Regions from separate parts of the Mus musculus genome. Here region 2 is linked to region 1. A link is a contact called in public HiChIP or PLAC-seq data. All regions are on one chromosome and are shown on one strand. The core of a region is the stretch at or near the end of the contact, and the rest is flanking DNA. Distances in the headings are between cores, read along the strand shown.

What was found. HiChIP or PLAC-seq counts read pairs in DNA pulled down with a chosen protein or histone mark.
Region 2: an H3K4me3 HiChIP or PLAC-seq map of forebrain shows a contact between it and region 1, with 4 times the contacts expected there. The contact joins two enhancer-like sites. A contact is called at or near these places in 2 of 39 promoter capture datasets (embryonic stem cells and pre-B cells), 1 of 15 datasets of contacts at CTCF or cohesin (CD8 T cells), 7 of 484 Hi-C or Micro-C datasets (the 3T3-L1 cell line, ECoMG myeloid progenitors, bone marrow-derived macrophages and 4 more), 10 of 115 datasets of contacts at active chromatin or transcription factors (T-cell acute lymphoblastic leukemia, embryonic basal ganglia, embryonic forebrain and 5 more) and 1 of 9 other capture datasets (embryonic stem cells).

What each region holds. Positions count from the first base shown.
Region 1 is chr3:89,544,884-89,551,723 of GRCm38.p6, forward strand. All of the region lies in intron 1 of Kcnn3 (potassium intermediate/small conductance calcium-activated channel, subfamily N, member 3), which reads left to right. Among named protein-coding and RNA genes, the nearest start is that of Kcnn3, 28 kb to the left of the region's middle. Within about 2 kb of position 2,583, at least 16 of the 459 cell types and tissues checked have an H3K27ac peak or open chromatin away from gene starts, as enhancers often do. A contact at or near this core is called in forebrain, where this site is marked.
Region 2 is chr3:89,687,437-89,693,737 of GRCm38.p6, forward strand. No RefSeq gene overlaps it. Among named protein-coding and RNA genes, the nearest start is that of Adar, 40 kb to the right of the region's middle. Within about 2 kb of position 1,440, at least 62 of the 459 cell types and tissues checked have an H3K27ac peak or open chromatin away from gene starts, as enhancers often do. A contact at or near this core is called in forebrain, where this site is marked.

The sequences.
Region 1 (6,840 bases), core at 1,333-3,832:
GGAATATGAAGGACAGTAGAGAAGGCCCTGAATGAGGCATGTCAGGGAGTCTGAGTTGACCTGGTCTTTGGCGGCAGTTCCTGGGTGGGGGTGATGTGGGCTGGCACCAGAGGGTGAGGGAAGGTGGGTAGGGACACTGAGCAGGGTAATTCCAGAGATTGACAGACCCTTTCTGCCCAGATATTGGGGTGCTGCCAGGAGAGGTAGACCTGGTATATTGGCTCCTGTCCTGTTCACAGGGCCGTGGCTGGGGCAGGTGCAAAGTGTGGCTTCTCCCATTGGCCTGTTTGTTCAGCTGGTGCACTGGCATCTCCTGCCTGGGGTTGGGGGCATCCGAACAGTTTGTGGACCCTTTCTGTCTGGAATGAGGTTACAGCTCTTTCCATACCCTCACACCCGAGGACGGACCCCAGAAGCACAGTGGAAGATGGCGCCAGACAGAGTCTCATAGACAAGGCCCAAGGGGAATCTGAGGCCGAGAGGGGAAAGTGACTGTCTTTATGTTCGGTAGCCAATGGAGTGATAATCATAGGGGTTCTGGCTCACAGGTCACAGGAGCCTCTCCTCACTTGCTCCACTTTGGGTTTGCAACATTGCCTCCTGGGAACATGAATGCTCTTGTATATATATAATATATAATATATAATATATAATATATAATATATAATATATAATATATAATATATAATATATAATATATAATATATAATATATAATATATAATATATAATATATAATATATAATATATAATATATAATATATAATATATAATATATAATATATAATATATAATATATAATATATAATATATAATATATAATATATAATATATAATATATAATATATAATAATAATATATAATATATAATATATAATATATAATATATAATATATAATATATAATATATAATAAATAATATATAATATATAATATATAATATATAATATATAATATATAATATATAATATATAATATATAATATATAATATATAATATATAATATATAAATGTGTATATATATAATATAATGTGTATATATATAATATATATATTATATATATATTATATATATAAACACCTCTTCATCCTCTTGGGTTAGGCGGGACTTTGTTCTGGAGTGCTCTCACACGGTATCGCCAGCGGATGGAGCAGAGTCTACTGATCCTACATCTGTCAGGTGGGGCTGTGCACACTCACACAGTTTGTTCTCCCAGCCCTGCACGGACCCTTGTGCTCCCTCTCGGTGCCCAGGCTTCTGACCCTGGAGGGGCTCTGGTTAATGTCGGCGGTGGGCAGTAGGGAGGAGCACCTGGCATGCAGATCTGAGAGGCTGGCTGAAAGTGATGGCTGTTTATAGACTGTGGGACTTTAGGTGGGCAAATTCGCCTGTTAATTTTCTCATGAATGAAATAGGGGATAGTAACACATTCTTTGGGGGGTACACCAGCCCTGCTACATTTTTTCTGAGACAGGGTCTTTACAGCCTTGGGTGGCTTCAAACTCTATGTAGACCAGGCTGGCCTTGAACTCACAGAGATCCTCCTGCCTCTGCCTGCCAAGTACTGGGGTTAAAGTTGTTTGCTATCTTGTCCAACCCCTGTTATATTTTGGAATTACCTTGGGATCTTTTTTTTTAAACTGATGTAAAGAAAAGAAACGACAACAACAGCACCCCACGCCTGTCCTGTCCCAGCTACCTACCTTCTGACCTCATTGGTCAGGACTACAAGCCTGGGTACCAGGGAATTTCCCAAGCTCCATGGGTTATTCTAATGTGCTGCAAAGTTTGGGAACCACTCTGTGGGTTTTGGGGGATTAAAGAAGATGATGCAGGTTCCTGGGGAGAACTCAATAAATGGTGGTAATTAGGATTTTCCTCATTGCATTTAATGTGGGCTCTGATAGGAGAGGGGGGAAGGGAGGGAGGGTTTCGACTTTATTCCACTAAGAGTTTGTCCTCAGTGGCTAGGCTTTCCCTAGAAGAGTTGTTCCCTCATTTCTAACACTATTTCTGTCACTTTAGAGCCAGTTTTAGCCTTCCTCATAGCCATCATGGTTATGATTAGGTTGGGTGCCCAGACGGGAGCTGGGGTGTGCTGGACCCAAAGATAAGATGTCAGGTCTCTCCTGAGTCTCCTCCTGGTGCTTTTGAGTCCCCAGGATGGCTAATGGAATCAGAAGCTCAGGATGCTTGCTGTATCTTTGAAATGCTCTCCGCTGTTGCCTGGCACCAGCTGAGGCTGTGAAGGAAGACACATTTCCCCAGACTCCTCTGCTGTCCTGACAGGAAGTTGTGCATCAATGGGCTGACAGGAAGAAAATGGCTCTGCTGCTGGGAGGATCTGATGGGGGCTGAGGGAAAACGTGGAATCTTCTGGTCCACACAACAAGGCCCCTCTTTCCTCAGGCAATTTCCCCGTTTATTTTCCTCGCAGTGACAAAGATTGGGTTTAGCTAATGAGGAGCCGTGAGGGGAGAGTGAGGGGGGGGGGGGGGCGAACCTGTGCAGGTGCGCCAGGTGGGAAGCGCTGTGGCAAGCTGCCCTCGCTTCAGTCAGTGCCATTTCTCCCAGCCCCCTGCCTGGGGGGACTGCACGATGACTAAGCATTCTATGATCTCAAATGCTTTTTGCTCTGTCTACCAACCACACCTTTGCAGACGCCTTTGATTTCTACTTCTTTTTACCAGCCCCCAAACCCCACAGTGAATCTTTTAATAGCATAGGCCTTTTGGATCTCTAACCAATCAGTTGCCAAATCCTATCCAAAGTACACCCAGAATAGATTCTTTTAATAAAATAGATCACATTTAAGCCAGCATAAACCTGTGAAATTTGTACATTTCTTCTGGAGCACCTCTTCAAATTTTACAATATTGAAATCACCACCCAGTGACCTTTCAGGAAATACTAGATAAATTGCAAGTGGCAAATAGACAAACTAAATGGACTAAGCACCGTTTCTAGCAAGTGCCTTTCCTGGTGGGCTCTTAGTCCCAGTCTTTGAAATCCCTGACCCCCAATCCCCTACCCCATCCAAGCCCAGAGATCTACCCTGTTCTACCTTGCAGGCCTGCTTGCTGCTTTGCTCCTGGCAAAGAGCTGATGGAGTGGTGCAGCTCTGAGAAACAGTACTGGTATGTGGCTCACGTGGCTCGCAGTATGTGGCTCCGCAGCACCTTGTCCAGTCTGTGTTTGTCTCTGTGCTCTATCATTCAAACCCACTTCCACCCATGGTCAAAGCCCCCAGGGTGCTCTGGTGGGTGGCTGAGATCTGCTTTCCTAGGCAATGGGAGGGGGTCCTTGGCTTTGCCAAACATGAGCTGGGCTGTGGTTTGAGCTGGGTGATCTTCTTGATGTGGAGACACTCCGTGCCTAGGCTTGGTTACCTGAGTGTGATGGCACACTCTGTGTAAGCTGTCATTTGTACATGATGCTGTCATTTGTATCCCCGGGTCTAGCCTCGGCTATGATTCTGCTGCATGGGTATCATCTTGCTTGCCAGCTGTTGGTGGACAGGGTGTGTGGTGCAGGAATAGCATCCTGTTTGTGTTTAATGTAGGGAAAGCCATTTTGGAAGGCAATGATCTATAAAACCATCACCTCAGTGGAAACCCTTAGAGGGTCCTGGTCATTCAGTGTGCCTGTGAGTCAATGTGTCTCTTGGGCAGGGGCAGGGGCCATTGTGCTCTGCTTCCTAAAGGCTGTTAATTGCAGTTGACTCTATGGTCATGGTCATGCGTTTATGGGCTCATTTCATGGATAAGCAAGCTCAGTCACTAGCCTGACTTCTTGGCCATCACCACTTGATGACCCGTGTCAGCACCAGTAGGAGCTGATCTTCCGGCCACTTGGATTTCCACCACTATTTCCCTGTGACTCCTCACACAGTTCAGTTGTACCTGAAACCCCACTTGTCTCCCATGTAGGGAGGGCAGAGAGAAAATTACAGCATGTCCACAGCAGTCTGGCCTTTCTGTAGATGAAGCAGCATCCTGAAGGCAAAGAAGTCTGGGTTCACTTCCTTCTTATTTTCCCCCCTCATATCTCAGGCAAAATGCTGGGTTTCTGGAGGAAGTAGAGAGACCCGAAGATAACACACTGTGTGTGTGTGTGTGTGTGTGTGTGTAAGTGTGTGATGTATGTTGGGGGTTTCTGATTGTCAGATCCCATGATGTGAGTGTGAGCTCTGGGGCTGTAGACGTAGGCAGGGCTTGCACCCTGCAGTACCTATCCCTGTCCCAGACTCTGGGGAAGTGGCCAAAGTCTCAAGAATGTGTGTGTGTGTGTGTGTGTGTGTGTGTATGTGTGGTGTGCAGCTTGTATCATGCAATGTGCAAAGAACTTGCATGGTGCAACAGAAGGAGCCCCGGGGTGCAGATCTAAGATCTAGCCACTAGGTCCTGTTTCTAGATCTGGATTCTGCAGCGAGATGACTGTGACCCAGGCCTCAGTGTCCCGGCATGTGAGGAGTCCGAGGCCTGGCCCTGCCCTAGGATTCCCGGCCTCTCCCTCTTTGGTGGCATCTCTTTGTTTTGTATTTGTCTCCACCCCTTGCCATCTGACTCTGTCTCCTGGCTTTACCATAACCAGCAGCTGGCAGTGGCTGGAGCCAGAGGGATGGCTCCTCTAGGAGGAATGTACTCTCCTGACTCTGCGGACCATTGGCTTCCTCCCTCTGACCCCAGCACACTGGGCTCCCACCTTCCCAGCCTGGGCCCAGCTGGGTTGCTTCAGTGAAGTAACCACTTCTCCTGCTTACAACACTCCACCTGGTCTGAAAGTGACAAGAGACAGCTGCTTGGTAGTCAGTGACGTCTTTGTGGAGAAATGACAGTGCATTTGGCCTGCACTGTCTTTTTCCTTTGCTGCCTTGGGTTTTAAAACTCAGCTGTTGTTATCTACACTGGTTGTCTGGGAACTCCAGGGTCGGCTCTTCCTGCCCAGGGAATAACTTTTGAAAGGCTCATTGGCCCCGTGCTCCCTATCCCATCTAAGTGTCCCTCCGGGGCAAGGAGCCTCGGGAGGGCTTGGCAAGGCTCTCTGTTTTCCTTGGTCTTTGATCACAGCTGTTAGAGTTAAAAGCTTAAATAATGCATGTTAAACAAATAAGTATCTGTTTAATCAGTGCGATGGGGAAATTAAGGTGACTCAGGCTTTAAATTCCTAAGTGTCACTACCTGAAAGATGGCCTAAGTGGTAGAGTAATGGTCTACTCCTCTCTCCTTGGGAATTCATTCATTCTCCATCTAGCATTTATTGTGCATGTGCTAAGTCTTATGTAAGGCAAGGGGACAGAAGGACAGATGAGTCCCCCTCCCTCTTACCTCTGGTGGCCAGAGGAGAAGACCAGGGCCTGTGGGCCTTCCGGGCTCTAGCAGGCTCCTCTGGACTTCACTCTTTAGTTGGCAAGCTTAAAGCTTGTTCCTGGAAAACAGAAATAGTGCAAAAGGGAAGAAGTGTGGGTGAGGAGCATGAGTCGAAACTGGAGGAGAGAGATGGGAGAATCTAGCAAACTTTCCCGTGAGGGAATGCTCCTCGCAGCGCCACAGTTCCCTGTTGAGACCCTGGCCTTGGGCAGCAGGAGGCTGAGGAAGGACAGGTCCCTGTTCATTCTCTGCGCTGCATGGCCTGAGTTTTATCATGCTTATTTTTCCAAGACAAGGTTTGTCTAAGTAGCTCTGGCTGTCCTGGGGCTCACTATGTAGATGAGCCTTGAGCTCAAGGTGAGGCACCTACCTGCCTGTCTTCCTAGTGCTGGGATTAAAGATGTGAGCCACCATACTTGGCTAGTTTCATCATCTGTAAAGGCAGGTTTTGATGAGATGCTACAAAGGCCTGCTTAGATCTACACTTAGAGAGAGGCGTGGGGCTGGTGGACCAAATAGAAGCCACTCAACTATAAAATGATTTTCCTTGGCTTTTCCCATTTTGACACTAGGAGACAGCTTGTGGGGCCAACGAGCACCCCATTACCTCCTCCAGTCGCACTGCTGGAAGTTGGAAAGTTCTGGGTCTCTGTGTTTGCATATTTTTCCGATTTGGACATGCTCTTCTTAGAGTTTTAGGAATTGTTTTCTTTCTGTCAGTGAGGCCCCTTGAAGCTTTCAGGGCAAAAGGCTCTTGAGTTGGGCACACATTCCCTGATGCATTTGCCTAGCTTTTTGTCAGGCCTGACACCAGGTGCCCGTGGTCATCCCAAGTACCCAACCATGGGGCTACTTCAAAGCATAGAGAGAGCCCCCAGTACAGCTCATGCTTATGGGTCTATGGGGGAAGACTTGACAATGTTTTGGCAACATTGTGTTGGAAGAACTGGACTTCTCACCTTGTGGCTCTAATTGCTTAAATATGCTGGGCCTCAGGTTTTCTGTCCATGAGATGGGAGCAACTTGCTCTATCTCCTAAGGATAAAATAGGAAATTGAGAACAATAAAACCAAACAAAACCCATAAATAGGAAAATTCTAAGTCGATGTCTAGGACTCACTGATTTGATATCAAATATATTCTGATAGTTAGCCTTTGACAGGTTACTATCTCTCTCTGTTCTGAGAAACTCAAGCCAGCAAGGGTTAAAGCAAGCTAGGCTTATGACTATGACTGTCCATAATTGATGTGATAAACCTTAAAGGAGTGACATATAAGTGCAATTAATCCAGGCACAGTGACACTGCCTTGCTAAAAATAGTGTCTACTAATAATTACTTTGATCTAGCAAATGATGCCTGTCTGCTAGGCTGGCTGGGGCAGGACGGGTGGAGGGTCTGCCAGTGCAGTAGAAAACTCTACTCCTCTCTTCTGCAAGGCGAGAGGCTTCAGGGTGGAGACGCAGGGAAGG
Region 2 (6,301 bases), core at 190-2,689, 140 kb after region 1:
CCATTCTATTTTCCATGTCTTTTTCCCACCCCCACCCTGTCTTCACAAATACTATTTCCAAATATTGCCTCTGAGAGCTCAGGTTTGATTGTGGATCTAGAGTTGGGGAATTGATGGAAGAAAGCATCAGTCACCTGGAGAGCAAACACTGAGCCTCTGCTCAGTCCAGCCCAGATGACACAGGGCTCTGTGGAAGAGTCATTATTATGTCAAATCCCCGCTAGGGAAAGGCCACCCAATTTTAGTTGCTCATTTCCACAGGCAAACTGTGTCCCCTCCATGGGTAAGCTCACAGATTCTGTAGTTTCTTCCTTCTGCCTCATTTTCACACCGTCTTCCAGATCCACGGTTAGGGTTTGGGGGCCGAAATACTGAACAGTATCAACACTTCATTTCCAAAGACATTTCAGTAGACAGCGCAAACAGCTGCATCCTGCACACAGAAGCAAGTCTGCCACGCCTGCTCGGCACCTTCGTAGCTTTCACCCTGAGCGACTCCAAAGATAAAGTGCTAAACTCTTAAAGTCTCCAACTGTCAGAACCGATATCTGTCCCATGTTTATGTGTTTGGAAACCATGGCACTCAGAGGAACCGCCAAAGTACATGTGCAGTACACGGAGGGAGGTTTTGGGAGTCAGACCAACAAGGCACATATTTTAGCCTGTGAAGGGAATTTGTCTAGCTCTTCCATTAGACTACATCCCTAGCCTCAAGTATTTTTGCTTCTTATCTGCAAAAGGACAATGCTTATATCAAAGGGCTGCTGAGGATTAAATGTGATTAAATGGACCAATTCCCTGGTCCAGCTGCATCAACATCACCAGAAAACTTGTTAAAATGCTAATAAGCTGACCCTAGCCTAAGTCTACTGAGTGAAGAGCTTTGGGGATGGAGCCAGCAATCTGTGCTTTAAGGAGTCCTTCCATGAAGTTCTGATGCTAGCTCACGGTTAGGCTTAGGGTAAAGGCAAAGCAGACAGACACCCAACAGTTTTTTCTTCTATTCTCCTGAGTGTTTGTAGGGTATGTCTTGCTTTTGCAATGCTTGGCAGGCATTCTCTTCCTGAGAAGTACCCCTAGCCTCTCATTAAATAACGCCATTAATCCTTTACATTCAATGGCTTCTACATGAACTGAGCTAGGGAATTCAGCCTGCTTGCCCAATTGCACCTTCTAAGTCTGAACCTTGAAAGCCTATCTGAGATGTATCCTCGGATTCTCAAGGAAATCGACACCGAATACACCACAATGCTGTCATTGTTTACCCGGCGCAGCGAAGGTGGGGTGGGCAAACCTCACTCTATGTGGTTTTAGAGGCTTGCCTAGGAGAACACAGGAACCTGGTTCTCTCAGGAAGAAACCTGGTCTTTCTATCTTCCCAGAGCCAGTCCTTGCCAGGCTGCAGCCCTGACTCAATGCTGCCATCCGGTGGACAGAAGGGAAGTGCCTGCGGGACCACGGGCTCCACCCAAGCCAGCATTTCCTGGGTTTCTAGGAGCAGTCGTCCCTGATGGCTTCAGGCAGATTTAGAGGTGATGCTGCTGAAGGAGCCGCCCTCAAGGTGCTGGCAAAGAACTGGAGGAACGGGTGCTGCACGATGCCCCCGGAGGGACCGGCGCTGCTCGATGCCTCCGGAGGAACGGGCGCTGCACGATGCCCCCGGAGGGACCGGCGCTGCACAATGCCCCCTGGTTAGTATTCTCCAAGTGTACAGCCCCGACGAGGGAGGTGTTTGCTCTCAAGCGCCTGAAAAGCCTATTTACATATACAATCTGTTCCTAACAAGCAGCAGAGAGTTTGCAGAACTATTAATAAGTCTTCCCAGACAACAAATATACATTTTAATGAGAAGCTGAAAATTAAGAGTAACTTTAAAATGCTGTGCAAAGGCTCAGCTTCTAATTATAATCTCCTAGAGGGGAAAACATGGGATGGCTTCATTTCTCCTGATAGACCAGACACTCCAAGAGCTCCCATTGATAAATCAGCATTTTCATTTATATCCTCTCCTGCCTTGTGATTTAACATTCTCTCAGGATACTTCGCTTTAACAGAAAATACCACTCTGAGCAAATGCAATTAGCCAAATTCTATATACAGCTAATTCAGCCTTTCATAAAGGTTTTTAGACATTGGTTAATAATTGGAGCACGTCAGAAAGATATAGGGAATACTTCTAGCTTGTAGAATAAAGTGTCCCTTTGTAGAACTGAAGGTGTGTGTGTGTGTGTGTGTGTGTGTGTGTGTGTGTGTGTGTGTGAAGAGGGAGGCTAGTGTGGAGGCTTTCTCAGGGACAAATCTTCAATTAAAACATCAAAACAAATAATACAGTAACATAATAAAACTCACTGAATAAAATAAGAAATATGAACCTAAATAGATGCAGATAAAATAGAAATCTTGATGAAGAATAGGATATTTTAAGCCAGGAGTCAAGGAGTTGGCTCAATGGGTAAAATGTTTATTGCACAAGCCTGAGTTCAAATCTCCAGCATCCAAATAAAAGCCAGGTCTGGTTATGCTGCCTGTGATGTAGATTTGGGAGTTAGAAACAGGCAGATCCTGGGGGTTTGATGGCCATTCTATCCAAAATGGCAAAGTTCAGTGAGAGACTGCCCCCAAATTGATAAATAGAGGCCCAGAAGTGTTTGGAGAAATTATCCAGATGTCAACTTCTGGGCATTACATGTGAGTACACCTGTCTATACATGTGACATTTATCTATTCAACACACACACAGCGCACACACACAAACACATAACTGGGCATGGTGGCCACGCCTGCTGCTGTTTCCAATGTATGAACTTTACATGTGTCTTAGTTACTTTTCTCTTGCTGTGATAACACACAAAGACCAAGGCAACCTATTAAGAAACCTTTTAATTTGGCTTGCAGCCTCAGAAAGTTAAAGTCCAGCCAGGCAGTGGTGACGCACGCCTGTAATCCCAGCACTTGGGAGGCAGAGGCAGGTGGATTTCTGAGTTCGAGGCCAGCCTGGTCTACAGAGTGAGTTCCAGGACAGCCAGTGCTATACAGAGAAACCCTGTCTCAAAAAAAGAAAGAAAGAAAGAGAGAGAGAGAGAGAGAGAGAGGGAGGGAGGGAGGGAGGGAGGGAGGGAGGAAGGAAGGAAGGAAGGAAGGAAGGAAGGAAGGAAGGAAGTTAAAGTCCCTGAGGGCAAAACAAGGAGCAACTGAGAACTCACATCTTGATCCACAAGAGTACTGGGAACCTTAAAGTCAACTTCCAGGGATACACTTCCTTTAATAAGGCCACACCCCCTAATCCTTCCCAAACAGTTTCAATCGAGAACTACATATTCAATGTATAAGCCTATAGAGGCCATTCTCATTCAAACCATCAGAACTTTTGTGAGTGGTGTGTGTGCTTGCACATGTGGTAAGAACCCGTTCTCTCCTGTGGGTCTTGGGGACTGAACTCAGATCATCAACCTTGGTGGCAAGTCCCTTTAACCACTGAGCCATCTTTTGGGCCTGCCCCTGAATGTTGACTTTCTTGCTTTCATTTTCAGAGTGGTAAGTATAGGTGAGTGCCACCACACCCAGATTATACAGTGTTGGAGATAAAACCTAAGACTTTATGTGTGATAAACAAGCACTCTATCATGAGGGAGAAAGATTAGAATATGGCATAAGCACACACACATACACACACCACACACACACACCACACACCACACACCTATCTCTCTTTCTTTCTCTCTCTCTCTCTCTCTCTCTCTCTCTCTCTCTCACACACACACACACACACACACACACACACACACACTACATTTTTTTTAAAGAAAAGGACAATAAAGTGTTGTTTGGTGGGACATACATGTACTCCAACTCTTAGGGAGCTGAGAGCAGATGATCACAAGCGTTAGAGCAGCCTGAAACTAGCCACAAAGCCAGAAACTAGGATGGGAGGAGGGATGTGAAAGAGGAGGGAGAAAGGGGAGGAGAGGGGAGTAGTGCACATCAATGATGAGTGAAGACTTCTCAGGAGTCTCACAAGGACGTCCATGTCCACGGGTGTGTGTGTGTTGGAGAGGCAGAGCCTACTGTCCCGTGCTGCCTGGCCAACCCATAAGATAGGTCTCTCACAGGGCATGAAGGCTTCCTTTAGACCTTCTCTCCTAGTCAAACTGGCAGAAACTACTTTTCTTTCACTCTCTGGTGACCATGGGGGATCCCAGCAAACAGGATATCCTGACCATGGATAGGCACCTCTGCTTGATGACCATTACTGATGCCTGCTTTGACTGGGATGCCAAAGCCTCCAGCTGGGCAACCCTAACCATAGGGGCTTCTTTGCATCAGCTACTCAGGGTAACAGAATCACTTGCATTTTATTTGCTTGGCACCAAAAATGGAAGCTTGGGAGCCCGGAAATTCGGCTACCTGCTTTACTGTAATGGAGACGCACACTCAAGCTGCAGGTGGTAAGTGGAGCGGGAAAGGAGGAACTTATTCGCATTTCTCAGACACTCAGTCTGTGTGGGAGGAGTCTCCAATCCTAGTGAAATCCGGGAGAAAGGACCAGATGACTGAGGGCTCATGTTTCATGTCTAGCTCAAGACCTTGAGCAGGGCCCAGTTGGAGAGACTGTGAGTCAGGTGCTAGGTAACGACCACAGAAGAACACAGGAAACAAGTAGCAGATGAGGGGCTGACAAAACTCCATCCCGCCTGCATCAGGAGCACTTCTGAAGAAACTTGGGCCACCGCAGTATATTAAGTCACCATCATCTTTGGCTCTTGCCCCTGTGTGAGCAAAGAAAAGCTGGTTATTATCCCAGGTGTCTCACACAAGAAGACCAAGTCATGATGTTTAGGCCACAGTGCCCTTGTAACCTGGAAAGTTATCTTCCAGAACATGCTGAGGGTGTGTGTTTTCTAGTATGGTATGGCTGTGCAGGGCCACTGGCTCCTGGGAGATGCTAGCCGCTCCTAGTGTGGTGGCACTTTTAGCCTCAGAATTCCCACCCAAGAGGTAATTGGACAACACTCACTCACAAGATTTTAGAGAGGCGCCGGGCGGTGGTGGTGCATGCCTTTAATCCCAGCACTTGGGAGGCAGAGGCAGGTGGATTTCTGAGGCCAGCCTGGTCTACAAAGTGAATTCCAGGACAGCCAGGGCTACACAGAGAAACCCTGTCTCGAAAAACCAAAAAAAAAAAAAAAAAAAAAAAAAAATATATATATATATATATATATATATATATATATATATATATATATATTAGAGAGGCTGACACAAAGATGCCTTGTGCAAGGTGCTTCCCCCCTCCCCCCTCCGCCCCAATAGGTCTGGCACATAGCACACAGATCATAGAGCCTTGAGTTCCCCGTGAAGGCAAAGGCACGTGGCATAGGTGGCTTCCCAAGGAAGATATGATACAGCTTGACAGTGAACAAGTGAACAGCAAGTACCTGCTCCCTCCTCGGGACACATCCTAGAGATAAGATGTCTGGTGTCCCAGGCTGGGGTCTTGGTGGAGATGGGATGGCCTGTGAGTCCAGGCACCTCAGAGCATGCTATCAAAACATGTATGTCCTATTTGCTCTTACATCTGCATCCACAGGAGGGTGTGTGATCCTCTGGACCTGGAATTATAGGTGGTTGTGAGCCACCATGTAGATTCTGGGAACCAAACCTGGGTCCTCTGCAAGAACAGCCAGTGCTTGTAGCCATTAAGCCATTTCTCCAGTCCAAGAACTCCTGTGTTCTATAAAGAAGGTCAAGTGGAGCGTATCAACAACTCTGTGGATCAGAGATGATTACTAAAGGAATAGAGCATCCCAGAGACAGAAACCTCTCTTGTGCAAGGCTCTCTTTGGAATCAGCATTGCCCTAGGGGATGGGAAGGAAGACTGCCACTTTGAAAGCCTTGGTTTTATAGCTGCAGTCCTGGCTCAAGGTGGGACATGAACAAGGTCATGAAAGTCTGGCCTAGGTTGGGTTTTCGATGCAGCCATCAGGGGATTAGGATTGTGCAAAATATCTGCTATAGACCAGACGTGCTTGTAATCCTAGCACTTGAGAGACTGCCGGGGGATTGACATAAATTTGCAGCTAGCCAGGGCTACATTGCAAAACTCTGTCTTTAAAAAAATTACAATATAATATGCAGTTTAGGATTGTAGATACAGGGAGATTAGGGTTTTGAAGCTTGCCTTAGGGAGTAAACATCCATTTGATGAGTGGGAAGAGACAGAAATAGGACCTAGAACTCAAATAGGAAGTATAGGGCCATCTTGGTTACTTCTCTATTGCTGTGAAGACACCATGACCAAGG